Linked DNA regions of Danio rerio: region 1 is linked to region 2. The links are chromatin contacts, called in public Micro-C maps. All regions are on one chromosome and are shown on one strand. The core of a region is the stretch at or near the end of the contact, and the rest is flanking DNA. Distances in the headings are between cores, read along the strand shown. Region 1 holds the start of acer1 (alkaline ceramidase 1). Region 2 overlaps mllt1a (MLLT1 super elongation complex subunit a).

Region 1 (6,682 bases), core at 1,447-3,946, 47 kb after region 2:
TGTTCCGGACTCTATTGTGACACAATGGAGCTACCGAACAAAAGCAAATCTCTACCTTTCTGGAGTCGCTAGTAGATGTGGAGGCACTCAAATCTTATTAAAGGATAATCCAGTCTTTTCTGTCTGTGTGTTTACAGCTTAAGGTGTGGTGACTTTTAACACTTTATGGCATGTTTTTGTAGGTGGAATTCATATGATCAAGTATTTGTTTCTTTACAGAGTTCAAGTCGGTCAAGCTAATTTACTGCATTCCAGTTCAGTGCTTAAAAGAAGTTTATGTGCTAGACAGACATTTGATCTCTGGGACAGTTCACATCAAAATGAACATTTACTCACTATGTACTCACCCTCAAGTGCTTTCAAACCTTTATGAGTTTATTCCTTCTGTTAAACACTGCAGGGCCATTTATATCAAAGTGGATATTTAGCTGCAATGTTGGTGTTTCTTAACATCCAGTTTATATGTAGTGGGTTGTTAGCCCAACGCTCAACCCCCAAATCTGAAGGTCCAGGACAAACACACATACACTACGGCCAATTTAACTTATTCAATTCACCTTCAGCACATGTCTTTGGACTATGAGGGAAACCAGAGCACCTGGAGAAAACCCACGTCAACATGCAAACTCCACAGTGAAAAGTCAACTGGCCCAGCTGGAACTCAAACCAGCGACCTTCTTGCTGCGAGCGCTATTCATTATGCCACCATGTCACCTAATTTCCATTAAACACTAATAAATATGTTTTAAAGAAAGCTGAAAACCTGTAACTGTTGACTTCATTAGTAGAAAATAAAATACTATGGAAGAGAATGGTTACTGGTTTCCAGCGTTCTTCAAAGTAACTTCTTTTGTGACACAAAAAAGTAAATAAATGAATGAGTATATTCAGTTTTGGTTAAACTATCTCTTTAAAATGATTTTAAAAATGCAGAAATAAAAGTTTTTATTCATTATATTTTTTAACAAAATACATGTCTTATATCATCTCTAAAGGGAGGTTCATTCATTTCTGCATAAAAAAAGAAGTGTAAAATCCTGCTGAATGGTTTGCTGAGCACCGTGCTATAAGTCATACATGTTTTCAAAGGGCACTCTACAGAATGTTTTCTATATTGTAAAAAAAATGTAAATCTACACTCACTTCCACCAGAGCAGCTTTTTAAAAATCTTTGTTTCTGTTATTGGTGTCAGTGTGAATGGAAGGACAGCAGAGAAAAATATTATAAAGAAATTGCATGAGTGGCATTTCAGGCATGAAAAGGCGTTTCAGTAAGCAAATGATTTAGTATCAAACAACACACATTTGTCGTCATCTACCGTCAAAGGAATAAGAGAACAAATTATTTCAAGAAAAAAAAAATCGACTCGCTAAAGGATTCAAAATCGTTTTGAATTGAAATTGAACGCTTCTGAAAGGTTCTCTTTACCTCTTTACCAGCAATTGCTTGACAGTGCAACAAAGTTACTTTTGGTGACGGTTATTGTTTCCATTTTCACCACAAAGTCATCTTTATGATCTCATGAGGTTTTCATAGTGATTGTGTGCAAGGTGCGAATTACAGGGGGGTTGGGTCGATTGACCCCCTTAATTAATGCTTGATCCCGCTGAAGCACATCAAAACATGTAGCCTAAGTAATATGTATTCACAAAACACATTTCTTGTAAAATTGGTGTTTATATCTGCATGTAGCCTAAAAAAAGAAACTACTACTGAATAAGTTTAACCCCCCATCAATATATATATATATATATATATATATATATATATATATATATATATATATATATATATATATATATATATATATGTATATATATATATATATATATATGTATATATATATATATATATATATATATATATATATATATATATGTATATATATATATATATATATATATATATATATATATATATATATATATATATATATATATATATATATATATATAATTCGCACACTGATTGTGTGTGCCATATAGTGCAGTACGTTTCAATAAAAAATATATAAATATCCAGCTGACAGTAGTGTACTAAACTACTAACTGTCATAAAGATCACGTGGTTGTTTTAAATCAATACTCTTTCAATCACACATTGTAGATACAATATCACAAACCCAGCAAGATCAAATAACCACCACACATTTAGCGCTGTATCCGCTCTGTGGGCCTATCATTACCCCGCAGAGCACGCATCATTGAGCTGGGAAAAGTGAATCCTCTGGATAATGAATTAATTGGTAGGGGAGCACAGCACAGACTTACAGGGAAAGCAAACAAACACTACCATAAGCGCTAACGATTAACATAACTGTCTTATATAAACGCTCTCTAGTCGATAACAGCCAAAGGATAAAAAGCAGTAGACCTTCTCTTACCTCTGGAAAACGCATCCACCGCCGAGCGCTCCATGTGTCAGGTTTAAGTAGAGGAGAAATGTCCCCGATCCTGTTACTCGGGTCCCGGTCTCTGACATCACCTGTGGAGGGTTCAGGTGAAACCGAGCGAACGGTGGCATTTCTCAATTGAGCCACTGTATCTTGCTGTCAGCTTGCTATGCGGACAGACCAGAATCATGCGGTTTTACATGTGAACGGCTGGCACGAGCCGCGGCACAGGTTTAACAAGCTGAGGTCAAGTTTACCTGCAGCTCACCTGTCGACTCTCTGACGCCATTCGGCCCATTAACCGCGACATTTACCTACAATTTCTCTATTTAATGCATTCGCTAAAATGAAACCACTTCAAATGGAAAGTGTGGGCTTTACAGCACCTCTTACATAAATATTGACCATAGCCATATTTTCCCCAGCTGTTCTCAGAACTGGGAAATTATTTTTTCGAAAATCAAACATTTTAATAGCATTTATTTATTTATTTAGGTTTACAACATTGTATAAAGGTGGGTTATCAATTGTTAAGATGCAAAATCCTCTACCATCTGACATTTTCTTCCAAAATAAGCATTTTCTTAAGCTCCGGTTCAGTAATCTTTACTTTTATGGGTCATTATCACCATAAAGTGCAGAAATCAGTCATAAAGATTGAATCAATCATATTAACATAATGTGAAATAATTAAATTCTGATGTTTTAATATAATTGGTTAAGCCTTTACATATGGAACTAGATCAGTCTCAAAAATAACACATTAAAGAAAGACAATTCATAGCCTATATCCACAGCACAATTCACATTTACAAAGTTGTGTATTTACGAATTGTGTTTTGAACTGACAAACTGGATTTTGTTAATGTGAATTGTGCTGTGGATGTATGAATTGTATTTTATAAATGTATTATTTTTGAGACTGATCTAGTTTCATACTCACACACATGCAGGTAAAATTATAAGTGTTTTGAAATATGTTTTTGTCCATTTTTGCCATATTCTTTCATTAAATGGATGTGACTTTGTCATGTCCCACACTGAACAGCCAACTTCAGTGAGTCTAAAAAGTAGGTAAATTAGATCAAATTAAAAAGATTTTTAAATCTTCTTATTGTTTCTAACAAGTTATTTGATCAGATATGTCATTTTGATAACTTTTATGTTTTGTTTTCATAATATTATTAATCATTTTGCATGTGTTCTTGAAATTGCTTTCCACCCTGTCATGATGTGGTAAATGCCCCCTTATTTACTCATTGGCATCCCCATGCCCATTTTGCCTTTCTTTAGAGGTGGTTAAAACATCTGATGTGCACACAGTGTGCACACTGTAATAAATAATACCCTCTATCTACTCAATAAAATTGAGGTAACAGATTACAAGCAATTTTATAAATTAAATTCAACAAATATGAATTGAGTAACAATTAATTGTTTAATCAATTAAATAAACAAAACTCTCTAAAACTCTCAAAGGCACTTTGTAGTGCTAATAATCCTTATCCTGATAAATACAGTATTTTCATTGCCATAATTTCACCAACTTGTCCTTCACTTCAAAACCTGTTTGTCTTTCTTTTTTCTGTTGAATGGTGTTTTGATGGACGCTGGAAACCTGTAACCATAGACTTCCATAGTATTTGTCTTTCTTTCTGAGGAAGTCTGCTTTCTTTCAGCTTTCTTCAAAATGTCTTTAGCGTTCAACTGAATAAAGAAACTTAAAGATTTGAAAGCACTTGAGGAAGACTAGAGAGTAGATTTCATTTTTTGAGTTAACTATCCCCAGTTCAAAAGAAAATGCCAGATGGCACTTGGAGGACTTTGCATCTGAATTCTTTATATCGTTCCTTAATAATTAATTTAACAATTCACATTTATTTGTTTCGTTTTTTGTTTGTTTTAAACCTGACTTCAGGTCCTCACCATTCATATAAACACAGCCTTTTTCCTATATAGCTCTGATAACATTGTTTGAACATTTCAAATAACATTGATGTCATTTACATCTTTTTGCTTTTTCCTCAAACTAATATGGCAATGTTTTCATCTGTGGAACAGAAAATCTGATTTATAAACTGATTTCTTTACACATCTCAAGTCATTGGCTTTGTGTTGCCTGGAAATAAATAAAAACATCTGAAAACATGACACCTTTTTGTGTATATTTTCGGGTATTTAGTGCAAAACATGCTTTGTTAGTAGTAAATTTCATAATATATTATTTTAATATATGCTAAAATGTACTACAAACACATTGAATTTGATTTAACCTGACAAACACACTAATCAACTTGAACATGACATATGAAATCATGTTTAAAAATATGACAAAATGATCTTGAAGCTCTACAGCAGTGTAGAACAGTAACAACAACAACTGACAGGTATTTTGTTTACCGGTTACTATGGGTAATTTAAGTTGGCCAGTAAAAGACACAAAGACCGGCAGGGAAACATACATTGTACAGTACAAACATTTGAAGGCAGATTAGCATTAAACCTGCTGTGGTTATTCCTCAAAAAGCTCAGATGCAAACACCGGGTTTAAATCTGTATTTGTTTTCACACTCAGCAACATGCTGGACTTTGCATAAATGTTTAGCAAGGAAAATGAGGACTGACTCTCATATTCGCTGGTGTTGTAGTGTCTCTGTGCACCTGTTCAGATGAATTTCAGTCTGAACTCACCTGCTCAACCAGTCCTCCCAGCCGTTTCTGCAGTTCGCCTTTATGTAATACTGGTTAATCACCTCTATTCTGATTCAAATCCAATCCAAACATCACATTAAAAGCATGTACAGAAACAGAAAAGAGGGGAAACGGAAGACAGAAAAATCGTGTTTCCTACATGGTGAAGTTATTTAGGCTGGACTCCAAATTGCTGGAACAACGGGTTTTCTGGCCAAGAGGCAAAGCGAAGTTTTCACAGCCTGGAGGAAATAACTACATACTTCCAATACACATTCGTACTTGATCATGATCTTCAATATCAACAAAGCTTGATCAGAGTGAACTTGATCTGATAAGGAACAATATTCATTTATAGTTCATTATTTGCACATTGTAAATGATGTATTACACATATTTCCATATTTTGTGCATACAGTACTTATGAGACAATATACAACAGAAAACTTGAAATCCAGACTGTCAAGAACACATTTCTCGTCACTTTTCTTTTTTCAAATGATGTTTTAGTACTGTTATCACAGACATCAATTTATATTTTTTACACAGAAAAGAATATAAATTGAACAAAAAATGCAGAAATGTTGCTTTTGCTTACAAACACTTCCTGACAAAAGTCTTGTTGCCTATCCAAGTTTTAGAAACAACAAATAATAACTTGACTTCTAGTTGATCATTTGGTATTAGAAATTGCTTATATGAAAGGCAAAGTCCTATAGATTACGCTTATTTTACCAAAATAAAATATGATCATGCCTTGATTTAACTATTTCATTAGGACAGTGAAGTCTGACTTTGCTTAGACAAAGGTCTTGTCACTTAACAGAAATAATGTACAGTATAGAATATAAAGTAATGCTGCAGAGGAAAAAGAATTAATATTGTGTACTGTCTAATGAGCTTGGACGACTGCATTCATTCATCTCTGGATTGACTAAAATAACTTCATCTAAAGTCATCTGGAATGGCAAAGAAAGCTTTCTTGCAGGACTCCCAGAGTTCATCAAGATTCTTTTGATTCATCTTCAATCCCTCCTCCTTCATTGTACCCCAGACATACTCAATAACGTTAATTTCTTGTGACTGGGCTGGCCAATCCTGGAGCACCTTGACATTCTTTGCTTCTCCTGAGGTTTGATGTGGAGGCTGAAGTATGAGAAGGAGCACTATCCTGCAGAAGATTTTGCCCTCTCCTGTTGTTTGTAATTTAATGGGCAGCACAAATGTTTTGATACCTCAGGCTGTTGATGTTGCCTCTCGCATGCCCCCATACTGAATGTAACCCCAAACCATGATTTTTCCTTTACCAAACTTGACTGTTTTCTGTGAGAATCTTGGGTCTATGTGGGTTCCAATAGGTCTTCTGCAGTATTTGTGATGATTGGGATGCAGTTCAACAGATGATTCATCAGAAAAATCTGCCTTCTACAAAATTTGTTGTTCTTACAACTGGAAACAACGACAATACTTTTGTCAGATAGTGTATATAGCTTTCAGAAAATTAGACCAGAATTAAGCAATAGGCTGTTATTGCTATTTATTTTTTATATTTCTTATAACTATTTTATGCTAGGACCTATTCTAGCATATTTTATTTA
Region 2 (6,314 bases), core at 1,212-3,711:
GTTGAGGAGGAGAGAGAGTTTATGTGTTGTAGTGTTGGTTTGCAGTCCAGACGTCACATAGCCAGCCGCACGTCCTCCTCAAAATACTGTCGATTTCACTCCTTTTCATTTACAGGAAAAAAAAGGGCAGCCTGGTCGGGACGTCCTGTCATGTGGTGGTGGCCTCCAGGTAGCTCTGTAGTTTTCGGACGGTCGACTCGTCCAGTGAGAAAAGATCAAAGTCAAAAGTTGTGTTGGTGACGTTGAAGTGGCCGGTCTCCTCGATGAGGTTGACGATCTGCAGGCGACAGACAGACGATTGTTTCAGAGCGTTTACTCAAACACAAAAGCTGTTTTCATTTGTACACCAAACACCCACCTGCTGAAGAACGTTACGCTCTCGTAAAGCCATTAGCCTGCGATGAAGGTCTACAAGCTCGTCTGTGTACGCCTGAAACCAAACGAGAGAAACATGTCAGGAACAAAGGTTATACGGACACGTACACGACTGTATCAAAACTACAACTGTGAAAATCACTTGTTTTAAGAAATTTGATGGAAAACAGCTTCATAAGCTACTATTTGTGTGATGTTATGCTTTGTGCATCTACAAACATTTGGAGATTCCATAAAATACAACCATTATTATTATTATTACTGATTATATCACATGTATTTAAAAAGTAAATCAAACTAAAATGACATACATTTTTCCCCTTAATATTTGTTTATTTGAATTTGTTTTAGCATAAACTTAAAAATGTGCTAACAGAAAAATTACTAAAACCAAAAGTTTTCCCTTAAGGCCAATTTATACTCGGCTTGTCAGCAGTGACGAGTGTGTGCGGGACCGAGAGCAATGAGAGCAAAGTGAGTCAAAAATAAATGTCTAATATCAGATGGCCATTTTTTATAGATGGTTCAAATATTAGATGCAGCAAGTCCAGAGACACCATTGTGGATACAATGACTGTATAAGAAATCCACTAAAAATCCAAGAGTGAAATGACTAAAAAGTGGTCAGAAACAAATTTTCAATTAATTCAAATGAGTAGCAGCTTGGACCCGGAAACAGTATTCCATAAGTCACAACTCAACAAGCAAATAAGAGGTCCAGATAAATACGTGTGTTTATTTTATTATTAAAGTTGTTAAACGTTCGACAGTTGGTGCAAATTTCCGTTCATAGTCTGACATCATGCAAAACAGCTTCTAGGTCCAAGCGCTTCTGACACCCACTTGTTTCACAAAAGAAGACAAAGTTGACAGCCTTGTTGTTTTGGATGGTTCAAGTAGCAGCTCTAGCGATAAAGAAATGATTATTGTTTACCAGTACAATAAGCTGCTTCACGTTCATATCGTCTCTGTCAATGTGAGCACACTTTGGACAAGATGCCCAGTTTTGCGCGTGAGCCCCTACAAGTGCTGTTTACCGTAACTTCAGCAGCTCTGTGCACGTGAGCAAAAGTGCCAATCTGATTGGTGGAGAAGGTTTTGATGCGGTTTATCAAAACCAAAAAACGGACATGAGGGATTTTTTTAAAACGTCGACGGAAAACGCAAGCAAAAAACGTCTCGGTGTGCAGGGGCTTTTAACGTGTGATCTGACTAAAAAGTAGTCCTAAACAAATATTTTCTCAAGTCAAGTGAGTAGCGGCTTGGACCCAGAAATTAACTTGGAAACGTATTCCATATGTCACCACAAAACAAGATGAGAGGAGCTCCAGATCGATACTTTTGTGTTTATTTTGATCATTAAAGTTGTTAAATGTTTGACAGTTCACACCTCTTTTTGTCTTGAAAGAGAGCAAGTTTGTGCATTTTGCATCACAAGCACTTCGGTATTATCTATAAACACCAAGAAATAAACTTTACTCAGTGAAACATAGAAACCCCACTGCCAGCTAGCACTTCAGACCTGTTACCGCAGTACAACACAGATAGAAGTATAAATGCTCACAGAGTCTGCTATGTGCAAGGTATGCACCATGGAGTTTGACAATTACTCAATCAGTCAAATCAGCCAGTGCACCTATGCAGGCAGCAGACAGCAAGGAAGTTTGGAACAGACTTTCAGTTGGGTTGAGTAGAAGAATCAGAAATAGCTAATGGATGTGAGAGGTGGAAAAATAAAAGGTTGATTTACCCTTCCTACCTTGTCGTATCCCTTCTTCAGCACCTTCTCTTGACGTAAACAAGGATCTGGACTCTTTCTGCCCGACACCTGCATGCCAGATAGAGAAAGAAAAATGGAGAAAGAAAAAAACAAGATGGAAAAATGAATAAGAATAAATCAGATGGATTGTTTAAAAGAGTAATTAAAAGACTAATATACAGCAGTGTTCTTCCAGTAATAGTGGAGCAGTGCCAGAACTGTTGCTGAATGCCGGTTCAACAACATTTCACATTCACTGGATCAAAAGCTGCACGTCACCGCCTCATTTCAACACAGAGTATAGCGCAATCCAAGAACTAATGCCCATGGTCCATCAAGTGTGAGTGTGTGCTGTGAACTGAATGATCGGCATGACTGAATGAATAAACACACCGGTTGGATGACTGTCAAGGTTTAACTAGAAGCTGCCACACTCAGAGGCAACATTTACATCAGTGCATTTTCATTTGAACACTTCTGCTATGGTTTCCTCTGGCATTCACTGTACTCCAGAGATTTCAACCCTCAAAAATAAGACTTAGTTATATTTTGAAAACTCTGCAGAGATGTGTTTCAGTGTGGACCAATCAAAACAAAGACTTTTGAAAATGAAAGCTTGGCTCCACACATTCACTCCCTGATTGGCTCTTCTGAATCATAGTGTCTCTTTCCCTGATTCATCAAGCCTGTGATCATTACGTCTGGTTGAGTTTGGTTTCATTTGAGTCACGAAGTTAAGAACTTAAGATGACAAAGCACATCCTGAAGAGTTTTCTTTATTTTAAAATATACAGTATACATGTTTTATTTTCTGAGTTTCATATAAAAGTAAAGCCATTACTTTACATTACGTTAAAAATGAAGCCTTTTTTATGTATGGCCAAAGATTTTACAGTAAGTTGTTTCCACGTAATAATTAATAACAGTGATTGTGCCTTCCATGCACATAAAACATCAATTCTGCGTACATGTGTCTACCCAATTTATGTCACGCAACACACATTGTACTTGTCAGTCATGCATAACGTGCATTCACAGGAATTTAGTAATTGGAGTTTATTATTTTAAAATTACGAATTAAATTTTACAAAAACACGTTAATCCGCTTCATAACACTTGTTAACCCCCTGTTGGCATGTGGATTATTTTTACAACAAAGTTTTTCTGAAAGCTGCGAGATAAAAGCCACTATCAAATAGGAAAACTTGAAACTACTCTGACTGTGTTTGTCTGACGGAGAAAAAAAAGTCATATACATCAAGGATGGCTTGAGGGCAAGTAAATTATCGGGTCATTTTCATTTTTAGGAGAACTATGGTTTAACAGTTTTAAGTTACAACAGGTTTACTCACGTTTTCTGTTGAGTCAACTAGTCACTTTTAGGGCATTGGGTTTACTAACTTTTTTCCAAGTAACTTATAGCATTTTACATCATGGTTAAGAGTTACATATAGCAAATACATACACATATTTTTAGCTTATGGCATTTCTTTTTTGGTTATATAGTGTGTTTTCCTAAGCATAGTGGAAATGCCAGTATGGATGAGGATTGTTAGTATATTTTAAAATGCGGTAAAACGGTAGATACAAGATTCAGAGTGAAATTCAATATATTTTAAGACCTATTTTTAAACAATTTTTCTATACATTTTAAGACATTTTAACATTGGCAACATTTTAACTTGCAGTATATTTACTAAATTCTGATTGTAAGAAAATAGTCCTTAACTAGAACATTTATATAATAAATAAATATGCTAAATCCAGTAGAAGCCACCTATAAAACAGCATGAATAATGATGTTTCTCTGTTTACTGTAGTAAACAAAGCAGTGTGATGTCAACACTAGGAGGATTTTATCAAATTCATAAAGGCACAGCATCCTAATAGATTAAATTCAGCAAAACTTAAGCAAATAACTATACATTGTGCAATCAAATATTATGCAAATTTTAAATCAATCATTCAATTTCCCCATTATCTAGTATAAGTATATTAAATGCATTCATACCATCAGTATTAGATATTGGATTTAAAAAATGATCAAATAATGGACTAAATTTCATATATCAGTTTATCGACAAAAACAATTTAAAATCATTCGAACAATTAGAAGAAGAATTCCAATTACCAAGAACAGATTTCTACAGATATTTACTAATAAGAGATTATCTAACAAAACATAAAGAATGGGAGAATATCATCAATCCAAATCAAATGTAGAAGTTAATACTGAAAATACAGATAGGGACTACTGGCAAGCTAATTATTTCTAAACTATATAAAAGTCTGCTATCCTTTTGCAAATAAAGAAAGATGGTAGGCTGAAATGCAGGTAGAGATTACACAAGATTGATATATGCTCAAAAGCCCTTAGAGTCAAACTGTAGCAAAGACAAGAATAGGCTCATCTAATAGATGCTGGAGAGAATGTGATGATCTTTTAGGGAACCAGTCTCATATCTTTTGGTATTGCCCAAAACTGCAGCAAATTTGGAATGATATGTATAAGGTACTTGGAGACATATTTAGTATTGATATTCCCTTTGATCCAACTGTGACAGTCCTAGGTATAGTGCCAGAGAGCATGGGGGAACGAAGAACTATTTATTTATTTCAAATATTGCTCTCTGCAGCACTAAAATGTATAACGTTTAACTGGCTCAGATCAGATCCACCTACGTATGAACAATGGATAAAAAAAAAAAAATAGAGTAATTTATGAAATGGAAAGAATAACTTATTGCCTTAGACTCCAGATGAATATATTTGAAGCGAGAAGGAACCCAATTCTAACAATTATACATGAGAAATTTAAACATACAACATAGATTTAATAAACAGCTACATTACATACACAATTAGTATACGAGACATCTCCCAATTGCGCCCCCCTCCTTTTTTTCCTTTTATTTTTTAATTATTTTTATTATTATTTTTATTTTATATATAACTTCAACACAATATCTATTGTTTTAAAATATAACTGTGCAGATGTCCTTTTTTTTTCTTTCTCCCTAATCTTTTAAGCATCTATCTGTATCCTTACTGACTATTTCTGATTATTCTCAGATTTTGTGTTGTTTTATTCCAATAAAAACACAATAAAAAATATGCAAAATTTAATACCATGTTAAATAGCATTCAAGACTTTTGATTCATCAACTTTTAATCCTTTTTAAGATACCCTGTAAAAAGAAAAGCAGTGGGAGTTCACCTTGTTGTTGGAGCTGTGTTTGGGTGGCTGAGGTGGAGCGTCTCGACTGGGGCGCTGTGGCCCGTCACTGCAGTCGCTCTCACTGTCCAAACTCAGCCTGTAAGAAGGAAATATCAAACAGTTTAACTTAAAAGAGGAGGTTCAAGGATTAAATAACCCCAAATAAAGACATTTCAGTCATGCACTCACTAGTGTTTTTAATTAAAACTGTAGATTGTAACTGTTGACTCTCTAGCAGTTAATGAATAAAACTAAGAAATACTGCAGGGTTTCAACGTCAAAATTAAGACTTTTTAGGAGCATTATGAATGGAATTTCAGACTTATAGAGGGCAAAACACTAAGGATTTTTTTTCTAATGGCCAGTGGAAAAGATTTGACTTGTCCCATAAAATTCAATTGTAGTTATTTCTTTTGTCATTTTAAATAATGTGTAAAAACTAATTCAAAACAAAAAACTAATTGTAGGCATATACAGTGAGGGAAATAAATATTTAACACGTCACCATGTTTCTCAGAAAACATATTTCTCAAGGTGTCGTACACTTTAAATTTTCACCAGATGTTGATAACAACCAAAAAAAATACATATATGAAAATAAAATAAATCTAATTAGTTTACAAATTAAATTGTGTAATAAAATGAAATGACGCAGAGAAAAAGTATTGAACACATGAAGAAAGAGAGGTGTAGAAAGGCAACAAAAGCCCCGACAGCAGCTGAAACCTCTCAGAAGTTTTTCAGGAACCCTCTGACCTTCCTCATTGTAAATTAATATTAGCTGGATGGTGAAGATGAAACCAAAGTGGACATTTGAGCAGGACAATGATCCAAAACACAGCCAAGGAAACTCTCAAATGCTTTCAGAGAAAGAAAATTAAGCTGCAGAATGGCCCAGCAAATCAAATCCAATAGAGTCAAATCCAATAGAGAATACAAAATAAAGATTAGATTTGATAGACG

Evidence for each region. Hi-C and Micro-C count contacts between places; a contact is called where the count stands out from the background.
Region 1: a Micro-C map of caudal fin shows a contact between it and region 2, with 2.3 times the contacts expected there. The contact joins the promoter of acer1 here to the enhancer-like site in region 2. A contact is called at or near these places in 9 of 18 Hi-C or Micro-C datasets (caudal fin, embryo, gastrula embryo and 2 more) and 1 of 4 datasets of contacts at active chromatin or transcription factors (caudal fin).

What each region holds. Positions count from the first base shown.
Region 1 is chr8:22,112,927-22,119,608 of GRCz12tu, forward strand. It overlaps acer1 (alkaline ceramidase 1), which reads right to left and starts at 2,697. Exons shown (of 7, transcript NM_001017603.2): 1 at 2,385-2,697.
Region 2 is chr8:22,066,515-22,072,828 of GRCz12tu, forward strand. mllt1a (MLLT1 super elongation complex subunit a) reads right to left here. Exons shown (of 12, transcript XM_688768.10): 9 at 5,352-5,448; 10 at 2,135-2,203; 11 at 359-430; 12 at 1-277. The coding sequence ends at 149. Among named protein-coding and RNA genes, the nearest start is that of mllt1a, 30 kb to the right of the region's middle. Within about 2 kb of position 2,462, at least 2 of the 62 cell types and tissues checked have an H3K27ac peak or open chromatin away from gene starts, as enhancers often do. A contact at or near this core is called in caudal fin, where this site is marked.